Regions from separate parts of the Danio rerio genome. Here region 1 is linked to region 2. A link is a contact called in public Hi-C data. All regions are on one chromosome and are shown on one strand. Each heading gives the region's core, a stretch centred on a gene start, on an enhancer-like site or on the middle of the called end of the contact. The rest is flanking DNA. Distances are from core to core; before and after follow the strand shown. Region 1 overlaps fam49bb (family with sequence similarity 49 member Bb). Region 2 has its middle 210 kb from the start of si:ch211-69l10.2.

Evidence for each region. Hi-C and Micro-C count contacts between places; a contact is called where the count stands out from the background.
Region 1: a Hi-C map of hematopoietic stem cells shows a contact between it and region 2, with 2.5 times the contacts expected there. The contact joins two enhancer-like sites. A contact is called at or near these places in 2 of 18 Hi-C or Micro-C datasets (embryo and hematopoietic stem cells).

Annotation. Positions count from the first base shown.
Region 1 is chr24:11,193,400-11,200,244 of GRCz12tu, forward strand. The region is part of intron 2 of fam49bb (family with sequence similarity 49 member Bb); the gene reads right to left. Among named protein-coding and RNA genes, the nearest start is that of fam49bb, 58 kb to the right of the region's middle. Within about 2 kb of position 3,817, at least 23 of the 62 cell types and tissues checked have an H3K27ac peak or open chromatin away from gene starts, as enhancers often do.
Region 2 is chr24:10,984,870-10,990,913 of GRCz12tu, forward strand. No RefSeq gene overlaps it. Among named protein-coding and RNA genes, the nearest start is that of si:ch211-69l10.2, 210 kb to the left of the region's middle. Within about 2 kb of position 3,627, at least 32 of the 62 cell types and tissues checked have an H3K27ac peak or open chromatin away from gene starts, as enhancers often do.

The DNA of each region.
Region 1 (6,845 bases), core at 2,567-5,066, 210 kb after region 2:
CAGCTGTGAAGGAATGGCGTGTGAAGAAAGTAGTTCCTCTTACAAAAGAGTTGAGACTCTTTTGAGACTCAGTGTTTGATTTTATATATATATATATATATATATATATATATATATATATATATATATATATATATATATATATATATATATATACACATATATATATATATATATACACACATACGATTATACCCTGCAAACTCTACACAGAAATGTCAACTGGCCCAGCTGAGACCTAAACCAGTGATCTTCTTGCTGTGAGGCAACAGTGCTAACCACTAAGCCACTGTGCTGCCTCCTTAATATATCAGGCTTAATATATCAGGCTTAATTAAATATAACATAATTTAAATTTATTAAATTAGTTATTACTTCTGTCACTCGTTATTTGACTGAAAGCCCTCTGAGTAGCATGACACTCCACATGACATTGCAAAAGCAGGTTTAAATCCCACGACACTTGTATATGTCTGGGTCGGGAACATGGCAGCACGACAGAAAGGGTGTATGCAGAGAGACAGGAGACAGGCTGCTGACAGGTGGAAAGTTGAGACATGAACAGGTAGACAGGTGAGCAGGACGACAGAGACAGAGAGTGTCACAATGCTGAGGCGAATAGACAATAGGCAAGGAGATTTGACGATGAGTGACGTAGGTGAGGTTGAAGTCAGGTGAATGTCTGATACTTGTGTCTGGGACTATCTGTGTGTGGTTGAGGGTCTCAAACAGGTACAGGGACCCTTACATGGAAGATGCTGACAGTAAACCAATGATCAAAAGCGCTCTAACCCATACTGACAGAAGAAAGACAGGCCCGCGTCAGAGTACTCTAACCGTCTCAGACATTAACACTTCACAAAACAGACATGGACACATGGTGAGGGGCAGCGACAGGTTAAAGCCACGCTGAGGACCATGTGGAGGTGAGAGCTTAGCAAAGCTCAGGATTAGAGTTCAAGGTCAGTGGAATGAGTTGATTATCAATCTCACAAAGCAACTGCTGAAGCACTGCAGAATAACAGATTGGTTGCTTGGTTTTAAGACTTGTGGAGCTGCGTATCAATGGATTTGCTCTTCAGTGTTTGTACTTCCAGCAGTGAAAATTAGAACACAATTAAATGAACTAAACTGTGAAAACTTCAACTCTGAAAACTCTACTGACACAGTTTCAATCTACTAGAACTTCTGTTAAGCTGCTTTAACACAATCAATACATTTTAGTTTAGTTTCCACAAAAATATTAATTAGAACTGTTTTCTAAAACTATACAAAAAAATGTAAAAATAAATAAATTGTTGAGCACCAAATCAGAATATCAGAAAACGATCATGTAACCCGGATGTACTGAAAAACTAAACAATTTAGCAACTAGATGCTGCTCATTTGTGACATTATTATGATTAGAGCTGGGCAATATTGCAAAAAAAAACCAAACAAACAAACAAACAAAAAAACTATCAAAATATAATGTTTTATATAATTCGATATAGATAATTATTGAATCTTTTTTAACAATACATTTAGGAATATTTGGATTTTTTATTTAACCACTTTATTGTAATTTACAACAACATTACTAAGGAAAATAGTTTAAATATTTAATATTTAAAAAATATCTCTATCTATATAATAAAATAAACATAATTTTGGTGTTAAAGAGACTCTTAAACTTGATTAATAAAACGTTACAAAATGTGTGCAAAGGTAGATCAACATCTGTAAAGTATGAACAATAATGATACAGTAAGCCTTAAACTCTGTAAACAACACAAATTATGATAACCAAATCTGAGATTTTAAGTAAAGGAACTAACCATAACCATTATTCAAATACATAATTCAACATTACAAATTGGGAAGTTAAATGACTACATTACTCACTATGCTAAAATAATACTCTTTCATAGGGGGAGCTAGTGGCTGGGATGAACAAGAAAAGAAACCAAAAAGCCACTCTGGCAACATCCTTACATCCTTATTTATTTACAATCTCCTCAGTGTTGCTAGATGGCACTCATTTTCACATATGTTGTTATTCTGACCTGAAGTGACAAGTGGGTGGTTTCCTTCACCATTTTCTATGCATTTTGCGCTCACGCTTTTCTGGCGTCTCTCGTAACTAGGCGACCATCAAGCGTTTTCTCAGAGGATGACAAACAGACAAACTGCAGTTCCAATGGAAGTGTATGGAGAATAAAAAGCAGTGCAGTGCTTGGATGTGCTGTGTTTGTCTGAGGTAATTAGTCTGCTGTTATTACTGAAATGTGTATATTCCATACAAATTGTGAAGCATATTTGTTAGTTCTACTCACATGAACCGAAGTGCCCTTGCGGCATTAGGAAAAGTTCAGATGTTTGGAAAATGCGTGCAAGTTACGTGTGCGCCGCTTGCACACCATGTGCGCTTACATTCAAAATTACAAAATACACCCCAAGCACGTGCTCAGCAGCCACATTTTAATAAAACTACAGCCTTCATACCGAAACTTCATACAAAACTTTTTTATTGTTATTGACAATGGTGTTTGGTCAATAAATACCGATACCGATTTTACTGCACAGCCCTAATGATTAACTATGATTATTTTAGTCAATGTGGTAAACAAACTTACAATACAATCAATAGCATATTTAGCATACTTATTTATCCGCGATATGTCCAAAAAAAAAAAAAACTTATATGAGTGAGTTACACACTGAGGAAGGTGTTAATTTGTGAATTTGTTTTCTGAAAAATGTCAAATAAAAAAAATGTTAAAGTGAAAATATATATGAGTGTTTATATACTTCTTGAAACAATTCTCAATTCCACAGAAGAGTAGAATATCTGATAATAATGATGATCAAAAGTTTCCAAAATAATTAAAAATAACCTTTTTAAAATTAACCTAATTAAAATTAACCTTTTTTAACCTTTAACAAAGTGCACATTATCTTTAGTGCTTTTAAAACATGTTTAAATCCAATACATTTAATTAAATCAACCACATCCTATTTTGCAAAAGTCACACACATACTGTACGTTACAAGATTTGACTGATTTCCTTGTGAAATTGGGTTTTTAAGGAGAAATTAAAGTTAAGAGGATGTGGTGCTGTCAAAGTTTTTTGATAAATTGCGCAGCTCTAATAGTAACAAGGATAAACACCAATCACATTAGTCTCTAAAACTCACATAATTTTGCACTGGGTTTACTGTATTTTCAAACTCCTCCACAAAATGTACTCAAGATAAATGTGACCTGAATCCAAGCGATGCCAATGATGCGCCCCTGCCATGTCTACCAAACCCAAATCCCACCCAGCACTCCTTCTAACCATTAGGGGGGTCATTCCAAGGGCAGCAATTGCCAAAATCCAATAGTGTCCCACATTTTTACAGAGAGAAATCACATTCCTCATGAAAACAAATAAACAGATGCAAAAAACAATGTGAGATCAAATAAACAATGTCAATAACTTGTGGTAATGTTCTCACAAGCATGCTTGAAGTGTATGTATGAAAAGATCCCTTTATAAAAAGAAAATGATGAGAAGCCAAGAAGATTAAACACATCCTGACAAAAACAACAGGGTATGTGGGCCACACAGACAGAAGTGAAGATTGTATTAGAAACACTGCATTTGCCTCTCAGCTTTATTCACAGCGGTCCCAAAGGGTGAAGGCGAGCTCCCTGTACAAGCCTTTTCCAACGGAAAGAGGCTCTGACCTGGTTGTTTTCTTTTGGAAGCCTCCTACTGGGAGATTGCGTGCTGGAGGAGAGGAGCTACGATGGGATCTGGAGAAGGAGGGGGCAAAGAGGGGGCTCTTCTAAGCCCGCTGGGCACTTACGATTCACTACTGCATTCTGATTGGCTGAACGCAAGTTCTCCTGCGCTCCACTGTATCCATGGAGTTGAAAAAAGCTGGTGCTACCAAAAACACACCGACAGCCAATCAGAAAGCGAGTGGCAAGGCGGAGGGGAGGATGAGGGCACTGGAGTAGTAGTCCGACTTAAGAGCTTGCATATGAATATATGAATAGGGATGAGGTAATGCGCCATAAATGCACAACTAGCGCAATAGAAACACGCTGATTAATCAGAATTTTTTACTAACAACTGACATTCTGCATACAGAATCACATATCTCAAATTAACACACACACATTTCTCAAAATGTGTTTAGTTCTTGACAGAATACACAACCTCCACTTGTTCCAAAGCTGTTTGAGTTTCAGTAAAGGGTGAATACGTTTTATTTTGATTAATTTAATTTGTGCAAGGAAAGATGTAAACTGCATGTGTGCAATGTTGGATTGTGTACCATTTATAATACATACAGTATGTACTGTACACAGACTGAATGTAAGGCATGCTGTAATTCTGAAGGAGCACTGCAGCATGGGAGTCCACGTGCTTCGCAATACTACGCTATCGTTTTGGCGCCATAAGAAAAAAAAAACAACAATCTCTCCCCTCCCTCAATCCCTCCGTCACGTGGGCACAGCCATGGAGTGGCTAACCGGCTGCCTAAGGCATCGAGGGGGAGGGGAGCGAGTGAATTAGTGTGTGTTTTTTTTTTTTGCGTTTGTGCTTATTTGAGTAAGTGGATGCAATAATCCAGTTATGTATGTGGTGAAGTATGCGCAGAATTGAACCTAATGGGAGAATATTGCCAGAAGAGTGACACTTAACATCACAACGCTGTCTAAAATCTAATTTACAGAGACTTAGCTAGGAATTCATGCAATTTAAGCTTTAAAATACACATTTATTGCTTATCGTTTTCCAAATGCCAAGAGTGTGCCTGTGATATTTGCTAATGTAGGCTCAAATATGAGCAATTTGTGCACGCATGTGATGCCGCATGCAATGTCGCTCTACCGCAGCATCACTTACATCCTTGTCTGCACTTTTAACTTGACCTAAATTTCCTAGGGCGTGCCGCCACATCGCATTAGCCAAAATAGTTGTGTTCTGATTGTACCGTGACCCCTTGATGATGGGGTGCGGATAGCATTCATTCACCCCAAAACCTTGTATGAACTCCCTGACCCCACCCAGCTGAGCAGAAGCGTTAAATAATCAGGAATAAGAAGGATGACAGATGAGAGGGGGGGGTAAGCGTGTATTTGTTTTTGATTTGCAGCTCCGCCCACGCTGGCCAGGCTGGAGTAAACAGCAGCTTTAATGCCCTGTTTAAGCACAAAATCAAAATAAACCGCTGGATAAACCAATGAGGCTGCAGCGCTTTTGAAGGATGTTAGCTATTGGTGCAGCCGGTTTGAGCATTACTGCAACAACACAGTCACAAATGACAACAGTGATGTTTGCAGCCTCCTCTGACAAATAGTGACATCAAACTGCTGCTCACTTCGCACTTATTATCGTTTGCAAAATTTGCATAAGTCTCAAGTTGGTGGTGGTATATGGTGATAACAGGAGAGGTTCGGAGTAGGATTTTTGGTTAATCTCTCCTACAATAGGACCTCTTAGGCGGCACTGTACCTCTCATGATCAAAGCCAGAAACCATGGCAACCGAATATCATAAGCCAAAACAGGGCACCTCATCTGAAATGGTGGGAGAAAGAATTTTAAGCCACCCTGTTCCAAATGTTCAAAGTCTGTTTAATCAACAAACACACGTCACTTCCATTTCTGAAGCTGCTGAGATTATTGTAATCTTTCAAAGGATTTTTTTTTTTTTTTTTTTTTTTAAATAAAGCCAAGCCTCAATTGACTTACACCTGATGAAAAAAATAAATAAATACACTGAGGGACTGAAATTGCCTCTTCAATGTCACAGTTTTTATAATGCCCATGTCTGTTTCAGAAAAATTATAGACATCTTGGTCTTCTTTTTTCACTGCAAATGTCTTTAAGATCTGAGAAAGTCAATTGGTGCAAGACAAGAACAAAAAGACACTGAATACCGATTAACACCGTCTGGGGGATTCACAGTCTAAAGATGGTGATCTTGGCTATGAAGTTTGCATGTCTATGAAATTGAATGCCTGACCCTTTTTTTGAAGCACTTAAGTCTTTTAGTCATTGTCCGACTGTTATTAAATCAAACTTCATTTTTATTATTATTTTTTTCATACTTTGAAATTTGGAGTTCATAATTTAAACCTAAGTGTGTCAGAATTAAGTGTTGGTCAGTGGAGCTGTTAGTGCTGAGGGGTGGGGCACCGCTCAAATGAGACTGGGGTTTTTGGGGGTGTGTTTCACAAGAGGTGGATTTACGCTAAGAAGCTTGAGCTGCATTTTTAGGCCCAGAGCACCCTCTGCTGACAGTGAGGAGTATGTGTGGCAGGGCCACTCCCTACTCTTAGTGGAATAAAATAAAATAAAATAAAATAAAATAAAATAAAATAAAATAAAATAAAATAAAATAAAATAAAATAAAATAAAATAAAATAAAAAAATTAATATAATAAAATAAAAGCACATCATTTAAAAAAATAAGCAAAAAATAAATAATATTAATAAATACAAACATGCAGATACACATACATGCATGCAGGCATGCATGCATATATACATACATACAACTAGAATAATTGAAAAAAAAAAACTAAAATATAATACTAATAATAATATAAAATCGTTATATTGCCTTGGACTTAATATTGCCTTGGATTAAAAAAAACTAATTATTTGAAAAAAAAAAAAAAAAAGATGCTAACAGAGACATAAAATAAAAACAAAACTAAATTAAACTTAACTACACTACATGACCAAAACAAAAATAAGCACAAAAAATTAAAACAAACAAATAAATAAATGAATGTTATTAATAAATAAATGTATAAACAAATAAACATACATACATGTATATGCATGAATACATAACTACA
Region 2 (6,044 bases), core at 2,377-4,876:
GAAATAGTATGTACTGTCATCATGACAGAGATAATATCAATCAGTTATTAAAAACGAGTTATTAAAAATATTATGTTTAGAAATGTGTTGAAAAAATCTCTCTGTTAAACAGAAATTGGGGGGAAAATAAACAGGGGGGCTAATAATTCAGCGGGGCTAATATTATGCTAATATTATGATTTTATCATTTAAAGCTAGACATAAAGAGTTCAGATGCAAAAGTGCCTCTAAGTGCTGTCTGAAATTTTCATCAAAATGAACATTTTTTTTTTGCCACCTTTGTTTATGATGAGGTATTTCACTTTAAAGACCAGGAAAAGGACTTATTTTTTCCCATAAAAGTGATAATATAAAAACATACAAACATTAGCCTGATAAAAATGCTCATTTTAGAGGAAAATTTCAGACGTTTTTTTTGCATCTAAACTCTTTAAATTTATCTTCAGAAAGATCAAGCTTTCTATAGTGAAGTTAAATGTCCTCCTGCACTTCACACCCTATTATAGAAATTCACTGGAATACTCAGAACACCTTAGCAACCACATAGGAATGCTATTCCAATTACCAATAATATTGAATGGTAACCAAGTAGAATACTATAGTGCCACACTAATGACACAAGGCAGTATTCTCATTGTGATACCATTTTTTATCTTCTGTTTTACTTACTATTGACATTTTGCAGGTACATAAAGTATTTATATTTGATTGTTTATTATAGTTAATTGTTTGACTTTTAGTTGCAATTGATTTGATCTGTAAACTATATTCTTTAAAATTCCTTACTTTCTTTTTGTTATTATTATTATTATTATTATTATTATTATTATTATTCATTTATTTCTTCATTCATTCATTCATTCATTCATTCATTCATTCATTCATTCATTCATTCATTCATTCATTTTCAGCTTAGTCCCTTTATTAATCTGCGGTCGTCACAGCGGAATAAACCGCCAATGTTATTACTATTATTATTATTACTTTCTTAATCCTGTTTTATAAACATCTGATCTGTATTCCCTTTCATTTTAACTGGACGTCAGAGAAAACTGTAATATCTAAATTTATCCATGAGTTTGTTTTTTAGACTGCTTTGTGAATGGGGAATGGACATGAATACGAGAGGTGGATTTATTGCTTGAACAACATGATTAAGTTATGTAGCCATGACGTCAAAGCCCAGAAGTCTGATGGCTTTCTCAATACTTCCTTGTGGGCTTTTTATTGTGTGAATTTTTTTTTTAATTCATTAAAATTTAAAAGTGAGTCTCTAATGAACTATTCATTGAATTTACAAACTGTTTTAAAATGAGTCTAAAATGGTAGATCTTCAAAGCTCGATTGTCTGGCACTATAATGAAAAATTTTAGAATGGAATGGAATTCATGTTCATGTATAACAGGCAGATTGTAAATCAAATGTGAAAAGTTGAGTTGTTTGAATACATTGAGTAAAATGAAATCTAGACATGTTCATATTTGTGCATCATTGTCTAAATTTGGTAGTATATATATATATATATATATATATATATATATATATATATATATATATATATATATATATATATATATATATATATATATATATATATAAAGAGAGAGAGAGAGAGAGAGAGAGAGAGAGAGAGAGATGAAGTCAGAATTATTAACCCCCTGTTTATTTTTCCCCCATTTCTGTTTAACAGAGAGATTTTTTAACACATTTCTAAATATAGTAGTTTTAATAACTCATTTCTAATAACTAATTTATTTTTATCTTTGCCATGATGACAGTAAATAATATTTTACTATATATTTTTCATGTCACTTCTATACAGCTTAAAGTGACATTTAAAGGGTTAACTAGGTTAATTGGGTTAACTAGGCAAGTTAGGGTAATTAGGCAAGTTATTGTATAACGATGGTTTGTTCTGTAGAAATATAGCTTAAAAGGGCTAATAATATTGACCTTAAAATAGCTTTTAAAAAACTAAAAATTTTTATTCTAGTCGAAATAAAACAAGTAAGACTTTCTCCAGAGGAAAATATATTATCAGACATACTGTTAAAATTTCCTTGCTCTGTTAAACATAATTTGGGAAATATTTAAAAAAGAAAAAAGAAATCAAATGGGGGCTAATAATTCTCACTTCAACTGTATATATATGAACATAAATCTGTAACAATAAAACAAATTAATGGCCATTCATCTCTTTCTCTCTCTCTCTCTCTCTCTCTCTCTCTCTCTCTGCTTTAGTGGATATTGTATATTTTTATCCACAGTGGTATGAACTGCCACTTTTACATATTGTTGAAATATTGTTAAATATTGCTTGATTATTAAACTTCATCCACCAGAATTTTGTGTGTGTATGTACCTATGTTTATTCAATAATTTTCCTTTGGCTTAGTCCCTTATTTATCTGTGGTCGCCACAGCGGAATGAACCACCAACTTATCCAGCATATGTTTTACGCAACAGATGACCTTCCAGCCGCAAACCATTATATGGGAAACACACTGATACACCATCGCCATATTTAGTTCATCCAATTCACTCATAGCACATATCTTTGGACTGTATAGGAAACCTGCAGCTCAGGAAAACTTCAACAGGGACTCGAACCAGCAAACTTTTTGCTGTGAGGCGACAGTACTAGCCACCATGTATGAATGTATGTATGTATGTATGTATGTTATTTATTTAATAATTTGTTTATTTTTATTTTTTTATTTATTCATTAATTTTCCTTCAGCTTAGTCCCTTATATATCAGGGGTCGCCACAGCAGAATGAAGCGGCAAAAATTCCGGCATATGTTTATTTATTTATTTATTTATTTATTTATTTATTTATTTATTCATTCATTCATTCATTCATTCATTCATTCATTTATTCATTCTTTAATTTATTCAAATAAAGCTAATTTTGTTATAAGTTCGTCTCAGTTACTCTACTATTGGAATAAACTTTACATTACGTAAATTCACGGCAAATTTATTTAGCAGTCTCTTTGTTCTACGTTACTCAGTGCTTCTAAAAACAAAGTAAGCGGTGATGTCATGTTTAAACTCCAATATTGGAATCCGCAAACACTCTGCGGGTCACATTTTGTGGAGTTCATCGTCCCATAGTGCACTCTGATGAAATATACTATTTTGCTTGGAAGCACACTTGTCTCTTTTGATTAAAACACGTTTTCCTGTTCCTTTCCGCAGCGCAGGAAAAGTCAAATAATTTATTGTATAGATTGGAAGCTGTGCCAAAAACAAACTGCGGCTGAGCGAGCGAGCAATAAAGGGATACATATGTGCTTGAAGTCATAAAAAGTGTGATATATTAACACAGCTCTAATCCACAAACATGCTGTAATTATAAAAAACACCACCCTATCGACATGGTTCCTCCCTGCTGAGACTGGGAAACTGATTAAACGCTAAAGTGAGGTCCGAGGATGTCAATCTTATACGCATCACCTCAGTAATCCTCGTGTCTCCTGAGGTCCCGGCGGGAATAGCTAAAGAGGGGTTATCAACAGGAGGGGACAACCCCCCCTTCTTTCTCTTGTTACTGGGTCCCCCTCTGTAACCTCCAGGGTTCATCCTGTGAGGTCTGAGCAGTCCTAACAAGGCACTCTGACGCCCCCTAAAGAGCTGAGAGAATGAGATGAGAGAAAGAGACTTCATTACTTTGGACACAAACAGTAGCCTGACACCAATCAGACCTGATGGATTTCTTCCTCTGTAGACGGTCATCATGAGGGGAAAGGGAGGTGGGGTCACTGGGGAAGACACTTGAAGCTGGATTTAGCTTAAGAAGTTTTGGGGCTTTCTTCCTTTTTTTTTCCTGCATTCTGAAAAACGAACCAGCATGTTTCTATATTAGTGTAAGTATTACCAAAGTATTTTGTTAGGGCTAGATCCAACGAAAAGTTCCGGAGAAGTACTGGAGAAATACATATATAACATCATTTCTTTCTGTACTCCTAATAGATCTACCATGAAAAGAAAACAGAAGAATAAAGAAGCAATTCAGAGCCGCCAAACTTATGTGACAGACATAAAAATGCAAGGATGTCTTTTATATAACTGCATTTTTGAACTAGGTGACATTTGCTCTAAAGGGATAGCTCAACAACAAAAAATTAAAATGGACTAAACTTTAAGTTGGGGTAGTCCAGATCCCATCACGTGATCACGCAGTTTCAGACTTGATCTATATATATATATATATATATATATATATATATATATATATATATATATATATATATATATATATATATATATATATATATATATATATATATATATATTCACATTATTTTTAACACATCTATAATTATGTGGTGGTACTGAGTTGGACCTCTTACTTGACACAGAAACAGCAACGTGCGCGGCACGACATCACTTTGTTGCAGATATGCTATTGGTTAAATGTTGTCAAAGTCGAACACAGAAGCAACTTGAAGCAGAAAGCCCGAGTGTGTCTGCGGTCTGGAGGTATTATACAGTTGATAACAACAACATTGCCATAGTAAACTGTGAGATATGTAAACTTGGGATTGCCTGCTGGATTTTTTTAAGTTGAGGTGCTATTTGTTTTTATATTAGATTTATATATATATATATATATATATATATATATATATATATATATATATATTTACTTTTGCACTAAAGTCCAAAAGTGAAGAACTGATGTTATTTATTATGTTATTGTTCAAGCTAATTTACAGAAGTGCTCTGTTTGTTATTAAATGTTAAAATAAGATGAATTACATTAAAAATAAGGAACATCTTGGATCTGTTTCTTCGCTCTTCTTTATTAATTTTTTACGCATTATAGAAGTATTGGATCGGGTTTCGGTATCGGTAGGTACTAAAAATCAAATGACTCAGACTTGAGGGCAAAAAAGTCTGATCGGGACATCCTTATTTCAAGTGGTTTCACACCTTTATGAGTTTCCCTTTTTTTTTGCTGAACACAAAAGAACATATTTTGAAAAATGTTAGAAACCTATAACTATTGACTTACATAGCAAGATAGACAAAATAACATGGAAGTCAATAGTTACCGGTTTCTAGCATTTTTGAAAATAACTTAATTGTTTTTTTAAATGGTTCATAAAATTGGAAAGATGGGTAAATGATGACAGAATGTTAATGCTCTCTTTCAATAGCATCTATTTTTTTCAAATATACATTTCAGGTAATACCTACAGGCCTAATGTATACATAAAAAACATATAAAAACACTTCATATTGTAAACAATAAATGCAAGTTTGTTATTTAAAAAGAAGACAGTTACTTAAGTGATTTCTGCCTTATAAATTCACTTCATGAGGCGACACAGTAAGAAGGTCGCTGGTTCGAGCTTCAGCTGGGTCAGTTGGCATTTCTGTGTAGAGTTTGCATGTTCTCCCTACGTTGGCGTGGGTTTCCTCCGGGTACTCTGGTTTCCCCACAGTCCAAAGACATGTGGTACAGGTGAATTGGGTAGGCTAAATTGTCCGTATTGGATGGGTTGGTAGAGATGAGTTGTGGCTGGAAGGGCATCTGCTGCGTAAAAACCTATGGTGAATAAGTTGGCGGTTCATTCCGCTGTGGCGACCCCAGACTAATAAAGGGACTAAGCTGAAAAGAAAATGAATGAATGAAATTCACTTTATACAAAACTTTCTGTCACCAGCTGGCTAAAAGTAATTCCAAAAATGGGAAGCTAGTCCATCGTTTGTTTACATAGGAACATTTAAAAATCATAAATCTGATGTAACCACATTTAGACATGTGTAATTGTGATGTATTGTCAAGTGCTGGAATCAGTTTTATATTGCAGCAGAATTTTGAAACTGGTGTAAATCACACGTTTCATTCCCAAAAAAATCTTACCCCTTAACTATAGCACTTACTGCAAATGTCAGTAATATTGATTTAGCTTGCGCTGATCAATAAGAGTGGTGCTTGATATAGCTGCTATTCTGGCATCATGACTCTCCAGTTGATACAGTTTAAAGAGAGGATAAACATGATGATTAGGCTTTTCCAAATTATTGATCT